Linked DNA regions of Pan troglodytes: region 2 is linked to region 1. A link is a contact called in public capture Hi-C data. All regions are on one chromosome and are shown on one strand. The core of a region is the stretch at or near the end of the contact, and the rest is flanking DNA. Distances in the headings are between cores, read along the strand shown. Region 1 overlaps ABCC1 (ATP binding cassette subfamily C member 1). Region 2 overlaps ABCC1 (ATP binding cassette subfamily C member 1).

Region 1 (4,939 bases), core at 2,222-4,721:
ATCCAAAGGTAGCAAAGCACAAGGCATGTGTTGTGCTATGAGCCTCTTTGCTTATCATTTTATTTTGGGAACTCTCCCTCTCCACATGGAAGGGCTGTCAATCACATCACTTCTGCCATGGGAGAGGACATGTGACCCAGGCTGGCCAATGAGAGAACTCTGCTTCCTGGGCCACAGTGATTGGTTCACATGTGTGAATAGGACCAAGCCAGGCCAATCAGAGTGCTCTCTGAGACTGACTCTGGCTGTGCAGAGAAATGCTGCTTGTCTTTTCTCTGGCACCTTTATCTGTCAGGATGTTATCAGCCCAAAGCTACGGAGCCATGTAGGGAAGTACCACTGAGAATGATGTTAACTCAGAGGACAACAGGGCAGTGGGTGAAACTGAGTACTGACAACATTGCTTGATCTCCTGGATCAATCCACACCTGAAGCTAGTCCCCAGATTTCTGAGATACATGCAAGCCCCCCAAAGTTCCCTTTATTTACTTAGGCTACTTTTTTTTTTTTTTTTTGAATTGGAGTTTCACTCTTGTTGCCCAGGCTGGAGTGCAATGGCCCAATCTCGGCTCACCGCAACCTCTGCCTTCCAGGTTCAAGCAATTCTCCTGTCTCAGCCTCCCAGGTAGCTGGCATTACAGGCATGCACCACCACGCCCAGCTCATTTTGTATTTTTAGTAGAGACGGGGTTTCTCCACGTTGAGGCTGGTCTCGAACTCCTGATCTCAGGTGATCTGCCCGCCTCGGCCTCCCAAAGTGCTGGGATTACAGGCGTGAGCCTCTGCAACCGGCCACTTAGGCTACTTTAAGACAGATTTATATCCCTTGCAATTGAGAGAATTTTGACCACCATAATTAGGGACTAATGAATAAGTGAGTCTGGTTAGCGTTTGGGAGGATTCAAGGGGAGAAATATGATGTGTCCATTGTAGGGTAGGAAAAGAGAAAATGAAAACGCCATGCCACCAAGGAGAACATCAACCTGACAATTCAGGAAAGGAACAAAATACTGAGGAATTGGTTAACAGGCTGGAAAATAAAATATGAACGACAGCCGGAACTGCCAGGGAGCTCTACATGCCATTATCATCAACACCCACTCCCTCAGCCCACTGCCCACACGTAGAAGTCCCTCCCTGCATGCAAAGGGAAATGGCGTCAAACACACACCAGCCACAGGAGGTAGAGAGCAAGGATGACTTGCAGGGGGGCTGACCAGATCATGTTAATGTACGTGGCCAAGTCCATGAACCTCTGAGCGTCCACAGACATGAGGTTGACAATTTCCCCGACCGTGGAGGATTTTCTGGCTGAATTGGTGATCACCAGGGCCTGGGGGACAAAGGAGAGGGAAGGTGGGTGAGTGTGGCAGGTGAAGAGGCCTGACTCTCCCTCCAGACCCACGGAGAGGAAGGAGACTCTCAGGGGCAGAAATGCCGCAGATCTCTCCTCCTCCCCTCCCGACCTATCTGTCTGCCCAGGACGCCTGTGTCATCTCAAAGCCCACATTCTTATCCACGGTGCTCAGTGCCTCCCGACCTTGAACTCATCAGTTGGCAAGGGACCCTAGGTGTCCTCGAAACCAGGGCTTCGCATGCTTTAATGTGCACACATGCGGCCGGGTTTTTTTGGGGGGAGTGGTGGGGGGTGGGGGGAGTTGTTTCGGATTCTGCAAGTCTGGGGTGTGGCCTGGGATTCTGCATTTCTACACTTCCAGGCTGTGCCAATGCTACTGGTCCCAGATCCCACTGAAGGACTGAGGGTCTGGGCCAGGGTCTCTAATCCTTGGCATTCTTGACATCTGGAGCCAGATAATTCTTTGGGGGGCTGTCCTGCGCACTGTAGGAGTTTTAGCAGCAATCCCTGGCTTCGACCCACTACATGCCCTCGCCCCCAGTTGGGACAACCAAAAATGCCCCCAGATATTGCCAAACATGCCCTGGTGGGGGAAAATCTCCCTAGCCCTCAAACATGATTGCACACTATCACCTGGTGAGTTTTAAAAACACTAAGACATTAGCAGGCGTGGTGATGCATGCCTCTGGGCCCAGCTACGTGGTGGGCTGAGGTGGCAGGATGGTTTGAGCCCAGGAGGTGGAGGCTGCAGTGAGCCAAGATCATGCCACTGCACTCTAGCCTGGGTGACAGAGCGAGACCCTATCTCAAAAAATAAAAATAAATAAAAAATAAAAACAATGACACCTGGGTGCAACCACAGCAATCGCAATTTCACTGGTCTGGTGCAACCTAGGAGTCAGGAAGTTTTTTTGTTTTTTCAGACAGGGTCTCATTCTGTCACACAGGCCGGAATGCAGGGATGCTATCAGGACTCACTGCAGCCTCCAACTCCGGGGCTGAAGTGATTCTTTTAACTCAATCTCCTGAGTAGACGGGACTACAGGTACGCACCACCATACCTGGCTAATTTTTTTAAATTTTCTGCAGAGCCAGGGTCTTGCTATATTGACCAGGCTGGTATTGAACTTCCAGCCTCCAGTGATTCCCCCACCTTGGTTTCCCAAACTGCTGGGATTCCAGGCATAAGCTACAGTGCCTGGCCTGCATCAGTTTAAGCTCCCCAGGTGAGTCTAATTCACAGACGGGCCTGAGAATCACTCCTCTAGTTCATCAAGTACCTGCAAGACTGTCTCTTCCTAACCTAGGAGCCAAGCAGTTTCCTTGACCTCGAGACAAAAAAAAAAAAAAAAAAATTATAGGGATCAAGAAGGTAATTTAGGTCCTTTGAAATTGGATGTACACAAATGCCTGCTACATACTCTTATCATGCAAGGAATGTGCCACCTGCTCAGTTCAAATTAAGAGTGACAACAGGCTGGGCGCGGTGGCTCATGCCTGTAATCCCAGCACTTTGGGAGGCTGAGGCAGGCGGATCACCTGAGGTCAGCAGTTCAAGATCAGCCTGGCCAACATGGCGAAACCCTGTCTCTACTAATAATACAAAAATTAGCCGGTCGTGGTGGCAGGCGCCTGTAGTCCCCGCTACTCAGGAGGCTGAGGCAGAAGAATCGCTTGAACTCAGGAGGCGGAAGTTGCAGTGAGCCAAGATCATGCCACTGCACTCCAGTCTGGGGGAGAGAGTGAGACCTGGTCTCAAAAAAATGAAAAAAAAAAGAGTGACAACAAGCTGAAACACAGAATGTTAACAGCAGAATGAGGATCCAAACTTGGATTTCCCCACAACAAGGGCCACTGATCCATCTAAGAAACTCAATTACTCACAGCTGATACACAAAGACATCTACACGCCCACCCTTGAAGTCAGCTTTCCTAACGTACAATGCCTGATGCGTACTGTCCCTGCCACCTAAGGTCACGGAAGCTACCCTCATCCTACTGCTCCAGAAGCTGGGCTGGAAATCCCCACGCTGGCCCCAGAGTAACCCAGGGCTGCAGGAGGGGATGTGGAAGTCAGGCCACATGCCAATGGCACAGCGCCCCCTACCTTCCGATAGACAGCCCCAATGACAGCGGTCTTGATTCTCATGCCACTGACGAAGCAGATGTGGAAGTACTGGTGCAGCACGAGGGTCTGCAGGCAGGCAGTGACAAACAGCAGCACGGTGTAGAAGTAGCCCTGCCAGTCTGGGGCCTTCGTGTCGTTCACGAACTTGATGAGCAACCTGCAAAGGAGCAAAGAGAGGGCCTGGAATGACTTGTGACACGTGGGGGCAGGGAAAAGAGCTTCAGTGTTGGCACTGCAACTTTCTCCTGAGCCAGATGAGCTAGACACTATCACTTCAATTTCATAGATGGAAAAACAAGTCCACAGTGGTGATCTGGCTGTGCAGGTGGCCCAAACTGCTCATAAAAGAGGCCTCTGCCTTGGGGTTGTGCACTAATTGCTCTAGCTATATCTCATCACCAGCAAGTCACCCAAAGGAATTGCATAGGGAACACGAGGTAAAGAGGTAGGGAGGAAAAGAGAAGGGATGTGTAGCCCCTGAGTCACAGAGCAGCAGAGAGCCAGGTAGGAGAGAGGCAACTTCCTTTCTGACTCCCCAGTTCCTGGTTGCAGTTTTTGTTGTTGTTTTTTTTATTCTTTTTTTTTTTTTTTTTTTTTTGAGACAAAGTCTTGCTCTGTTGCCAAGGCTTGAGTTCAGTGATGCAATCAGCTTGCTGTAACCTCTGCCTCCTGGGTTCAAGCAATTTTTATGCCTCAGCCTCCTGAGTAGCTGGGATTACAGGCGTGCACCACCACGCCTGGCTAATTTTTGTATTTTTAGCAGATGGTTTTACCATGCTGGCCAGGCTGGTCTTGACCTCCTGACCTCAGGTGATCTTCCCACCTCAGCCTCTCAAAGTGCTGGGATTATAGGCATGAGCCACTGCGCCCAACCCTGGTTGCAGTTTTTTCATGAGATCTGCTGGCATTTCCTTGCTCTTGATTTCCCAAGACAATGCCATATTCTCCCCATTTGGGTTTCAGGGGAGCCTAGTGGGTTTCTGTTACTTGCAAACGATGTGGTCTTCACTAATATGGTAATTAAGTAAAGCATAAAGTAAAGCTAGGCAGTGACCATGGCTCACATCTGCAATCCCAGCACTTTGGGAGGCCGAGGCAGGAGGATCGCTTGAAGTCAGGAGCTCGAGACCAGCCTGACCAACAAAGCAAGACCCTGTCTCTATTTTTTTCAAAAAAGCTAAAGTAAAAATGGAGACATCTGGCTATGAGCCCACTTCAGGACACAGCATGACCCCAGGGTTATGACTGATGCAACTGAAAGATCAAATCCAAGGAGGGAAAATGGAGCCCACCTGGGAGGGAAGGGGTCTTACTTTAAGATCTGCGGCCCGGAAAACATCATCAGGTCGTGGATGGCCTTAAAGAAGAAGCTCATGAGGAAGTAGGGCCCAAAGGTCTTGTATAACACCTTAAACAGAGAGGGGTTCCACTCCTTCTGTGGGGACTTGACAATC
Region 2 (4,864 bases), core at 434-2,933, 74 kb before region 1:
CTTCAGGTCACTCTGGTGGATGAAGCGCTCCTGCTCCTCGAAGGCTCGAATGACGCTGACCCCCAGCAAGGTCTCGTTGAAATGGGAATAGACCGGGGAGCGGCTGACCGACTCGAGGCGCTTCAGCTGCCGGGAGGAAGCCACGTAGAACCTCTGGGGTAGAGAACAGACGCGGGGAGGTGATGAAGGTTCCCTCCTGCCATCCTCCCAGGGCAGGGCTGTGCTGGAGAACATCTAGACGTAACCGATACCTCCAGGAGGCAAAATGTTAGAGCCGGGCTGCCCTCACAGGGGTGCCCACTCACCTGGTGAACCACAGGAATAGCACCACCAATGACAAGGACAGTGACAATAATAGCTCACGCTTATACAAAGCCCACAGCCCCAGGCATCGTTCTAAGCAGTTTTACAAACATCAGTTCATTCAATCCTCACAAAAAACCTGAGGTGCTCGTTCCTGTATGTGATGGCTAAACTAAGGCACAAAGAAGCTAGTTAATCTCCTCCCCAAGGTCACATGGCTAGCAAGGGGCAGAACTGGGATTCAAACCCAGGCCATCTGGGCTGCAAAGTGCTAACCTCTACCCTGTACTGCCTCTCTGAAGCCTTTCACCTCTAGGGTTTTCTGGAACCAGCAGTGTGGTTTTCGGCACAGGCTTTGAGGTCAACGAGACCTCAGTTCAAATCGTGACTCAACTACTGACTGGCAATATAAACACGACTAACACTTTACTTCTGTAAGCCTCAGTTTCCTTATCTGTAAAATGGGAACAACACGGCTTGCTCGGCCGGGTGGGGTGGCTCATGCTTGTAATACCCGCACTTCAGGAGGCAGAGGCGGGAGATCACTTGAGGCCAGGAGTCTGAGACCAGCCCAGGCACATGGCAAAATGCCATCTCTACAAAAATAAAAAATTATTAAGAAAACAAACAAAACAAAACAAGGCTTGCTTCACGGGGTCATTGTGAGGGTGACATGTAAGAGTTACAGTCTTATATGTGATATGTATTTGCGTGGACACATTATTTCATAAATCATATAGATATGCATGATGTCACTAAGCACAGCGCCTGGTAATACTAGGTTGAACCACAGGAAATGGCTGTTTCTATAGATAAGAAATGAGTATTAGCAGTTTCATACAGTTTGACCTAACAGTAAGCATTCAGTTAGCTGGTGACTATTGTTATCATTAAGTGACAGAATTCCGCCTGTTGATCACATCCCCTCAGGAGTGACTGTGTCCATGCAATGGCCTGTTCCAGCACACTCAGCCCAGCTGAGATGCCCATGAGGATAGGGTCAATCTCGTCACCCCCCTCCTTCAATGGCCTCCCAGCGCTGTTAAGAGTTGCCAACCATGCTTCTTCCCTCAACTCATCTCGTCCTGTAACTCTCCCCTTCCTTCCCTGCACACAGGCCGCCTGCCTCCACCACCATGCCCATCCCGTCCAGGCCATTCCTCATCACCCAGCAGATGGGAGCACAGATGTCACTTCCTCGGGAAGCCCTTCCCATCCTCCATGAGCACCTTCTCCGGGCTTCAGTGTCCCAGCTCCCGGGCTACGATGATACGTTTCACAAGCAGCTCCACCCACCCTCGCGGGCAGATGCTTCATCTGCTCTGCCTCCCCCAACCTGGGCATTCAGCCAGTGCCAGGCACCAAGAGCCTCCCGATAAGTCTTGTTAGATTCAGAACAAAAGCCAACCACCTTCTGCAAGCTTTGTGGAGCTGTGGATCAGAGGCTGCACCAGCCATGTGAGGACACTGCGCTCTCCTAGCCTAGGTTTTTTCTCATCTACGCAAAAGGAACTGGTGAGCCCGGGGTTCCTGATTCCACAAGGTGCCTACAATTGCTTATCGACAGGAGAGCTGGGAAAACTAACAAAGGGTTGCTAGGAACTCAGCCTCCCTGCATCCTGCCCTGGGCCAGGTGTACTGGGCTGCTTTGGGGCAGAGTCCAATAAAAAGCATCAATAGCAGCAGGTGGCTTTTACAAGGCCTCTGTGGTTGGCAGCTTCTTTCTGGGTGGCGGCACGGGCGTTAATTGCAACCCACAGATGGAGAGTCTTCTGGGGCCCCAGAAGCTCTGTAAGTGAACCCAGGCACTGCACAACCCCACGCAGTCTCAGAATAGCTGTTCTGCCAATTCCTGGAATGTGGATCAGATATAATTTCTTCTCCAGCTGTTCCCACCGCCTCCCATGAAATCCAGACCCCTCTGCATGGCTGAAGGCCCAGGTGATCTGCCCCATCTTACCCTGGACCACATCTCCTTCCTCTCTTACCAGCTTGCTTTCTGAACAATCCAGATGCAAATCGCTCTCAAGTGTGTTACCTGTTCACTTTCCTCCACTTGCCACTGCCTCTGAACCTTACTTACTGGAAAAATCTAACTGAGATGAATATTTGTTCAGGAATGATCTTATTTTATTTTTTAAGACAGAGTCTCGCTCTGTCACCCTGGCTGGAGTGCAGTGGCACAATCTCGGCTCATTGCAACCTCTGCCTCCCAGGTTTAAGCAATTCTCCTGCCTTAGCCTCCTAAGTAGCTGGAATTGCAGGCGCCCACCACCGTGCCTGGCTAATTTTTGTATTTTTAGTAGAGATGGGGTTTCACCATGTTGGCCAGGCTGGTCTCAAACTCCTGACCTCAAGCGATCCACCTGCCCTGCCGATCTGATGTTTTTTTGAGACAACTCGCCCTGTCACCAAGGCTGAAGTGCAGTGGCACAATGTCAGCTCACTGCAACCTCCACCTCCGAGGCTCAAGTGACCCTTCCATCTCAGCCTCCCAAGCACGTGGGACTACAGGTGCACGCCACCACACCCAGCTAATTTTTGTATTTTCTGTAGAGACCAGGTTTTCCCATGTTGCTCAGGCTGGTCTCGAACTCCTGGGCCCAAGCAATCCTCCTGTCTAGGCCTCCCAAAGGGCTGGGATTAAAGGCATGAGCCACTGCACCTGACTGAACTTCATATAAATGAAATCTCACAGTACCTACTCTTTTTCGTCTGGCTTCTTTTGATCACTATAACATCTGTGAGATAAACCCAAATTGTTGTGTATTAGCATTTCATTGCTTTTTACTACTCAACCATAAATTGTATAATTATATCACAATTTATTTCTCCACGGTCCTGTTAATGGACATTTGAGCTGTTTCCAGTTTGGGCGATTATGAATCAAGATGCTGAGAACATTCTAAGCACTGCCTTTGCTCTTTTTTGTTTTTAAAATATACACTTAGGAATGAGACTGCCTAGTGAGAGGATAAATGTAAATTTAGCCAAAAAGCCATTAAAAAATTTACTATTCTATAATCTCAATCCTTAAAAAGACGATGTTTTCATGTATCTGCCTCCCTTCCAGTCCTGCCCACACACATTATGCATTTCATCTCAGTGATAACGACAGTGCACCTAGAACTTGGTCCTTTGCTGAAATCGTTTCCTTTGTTGATGAAAAATAAAAATCCTGGGTGCTCCAACAGCTGAGTCTTCTAATTATCCCTGCTCAAAGCCACATGGCTCCACGGTGTACCTAAGGTCCTGCTATTGGCAGACATTTAAGTTGCCTTCAACACTGCATTTGGCCTGTTTTGTTCTTTTTGGGTCTTTCAGGAAATTTTCCAGCTGGTGTATGAACACAGATAACATATTTTGTAAATGCAAAAAAAAAAAAAAAAAAAAAAAAAAAAAAGCTGGCACCAATTTCAAGAGGATGTAACCAGACTCCAGGAACTGGACCTACTCTCTCTGATTCCATCACTGTTCATTCTCATCAATCATTGGGCCACAGTGTGGTGGGGCGCAGGGGCCGCATGATTAAACCAAGGCCCCCTGGACGCCACCTGAACAGCTGTGCAGCATGGTTTGAGATATGGTGAGCTTCATGGTTTCTTACTCTTGTTTTGCTTTGCAGCTGGAATACTCCCATCTAAACAACCCATCCCTACTGGCAATTGTGCTGCGGTTAATCCTTTAGGGGTAACGGCAGTTTTGGAATTGGACAGACTTGAAGTTGCACTCTCAGCTCTCCCACTTAGCAAGATGCTCCACCTGTCAATTGAAAACATGATCTATCCTGCGATATCCTAAGAAACCACATGTGTTCAAAGAACATATAACCGTTTCTGCAGAAGGGATGCAGCAGAGACGACTGACTGCCTACACAATCTCTCCTTTCCCAACAGAAACTTCTCTATTTTTTTTTTAGACAGAGTATCACTCTGTTGCCCAGGCTGGATTGCAATGATGCAATCTTGGCTCACTGCAACCTCCACCTCCCAGGTTCAAGCAATTCTCCTGTCTCAGCCTTCAGAGTAGCTGGGACTATAGGCACATGCCACCACACCTGGCTAATTTTTGTATTTTTAGTAGAGGCGGGGTTTCACCATATTGGTCAGGCTGCTCTCGAACTCCTGACTTCAGGTGATCCACCCGCCTCGGCCTCCCAAAGGGCTAGGATTACAGGCGTGAGCCACCGTGCCTAGGCCCAACTAAAAGTTTTTGCTGGGAAGTGCAATGTGCCCAGCTGAAACACGGCACTTTCCAGGGTCCCTTGTGAATAGAGGTGGTCCCATGACTAAGTTCTGGACAATTAGATGTACAGGTGTCCCTCTAATCCAAGGTTGCACTTTCCATGGTTATATGGTTTGGCTGTGTCCCCACCCAAATCTCATCTTGAATTGTAGTTCTCTTAATCCTCATGTGTCATGGGAGGGACCAGGTGGAGATAACTGAATCGTGGGGGCAGTTTCCCCCAACCCTCATGATAGTGAGTTAGTTCTCACAAGATCTGATGGTTTTATAAGGGGGCTCCCCGACTTCGTGGTGCTCTCATTCTTCTTCCTACTGC

Evidence for each region. Capture Hi-C pulls out chosen DNA fragments and counts their contacts.
Region 2: a contact with region 1 is called in a capture Hi-C map of stem cell-derived neural stem cells, with 2.5 times the contacts expected there. The contact joins two enhancer-like sites. A contact is called at or near these places in 2 of 7 Hi-C or Micro-C datasets (induced pluripotent stem cells and stem cell-derived neural progenitor cells) and 1 of 1 other capture datasets (stem cell-derived neural stem cells).

The regions. Positions count from the first base shown.
Region 1 is chr18:18,508,398-18,513,336 of NHGRI_mPanTro3-v2.0_pri, reverse strand. ABCC1 (ATP binding cassette subfamily C member 1) reads right to left here. Exons shown (of 30, transcript XM_063796774.1): 8 at 4,799-4,939; 9 at 3,465-3,642; 10 at 1,172-1,333. Among named protein-coding and RNA genes, the nearest start is that of ABCC1, 92 kb to the right of the region's middle. Within about 2 kb of position 3,471, at least 2 of the 24 cell types and tissues checked have an H3K27ac peak or open chromatin away from gene starts, as enhancers often do. A contact at or near this core is called in stem cell-derived neural stem cells, where this site is marked.
Region 2 is chr18:18,580,355-18,585,218 of NHGRI_mPanTro3-v2.0_pri, reverse strand. It overlaps ABCC1 (ATP binding cassette subfamily C member 1), which reads right to left. Exons shown (of 30, transcript XM_063796774.1): 23 at 1-153. Among named protein-coding and RNA genes, the nearest start is that of ABCC1, 160 kb to the right of the region's middle. Within about 2 kb of position 1,683, at least 9 of the 24 cell types and tissues checked have an H3K27ac peak or open chromatin away from gene starts, as enhancers often do. A contact at or near this core is called in stem cell-derived neural stem cells, where this site is marked.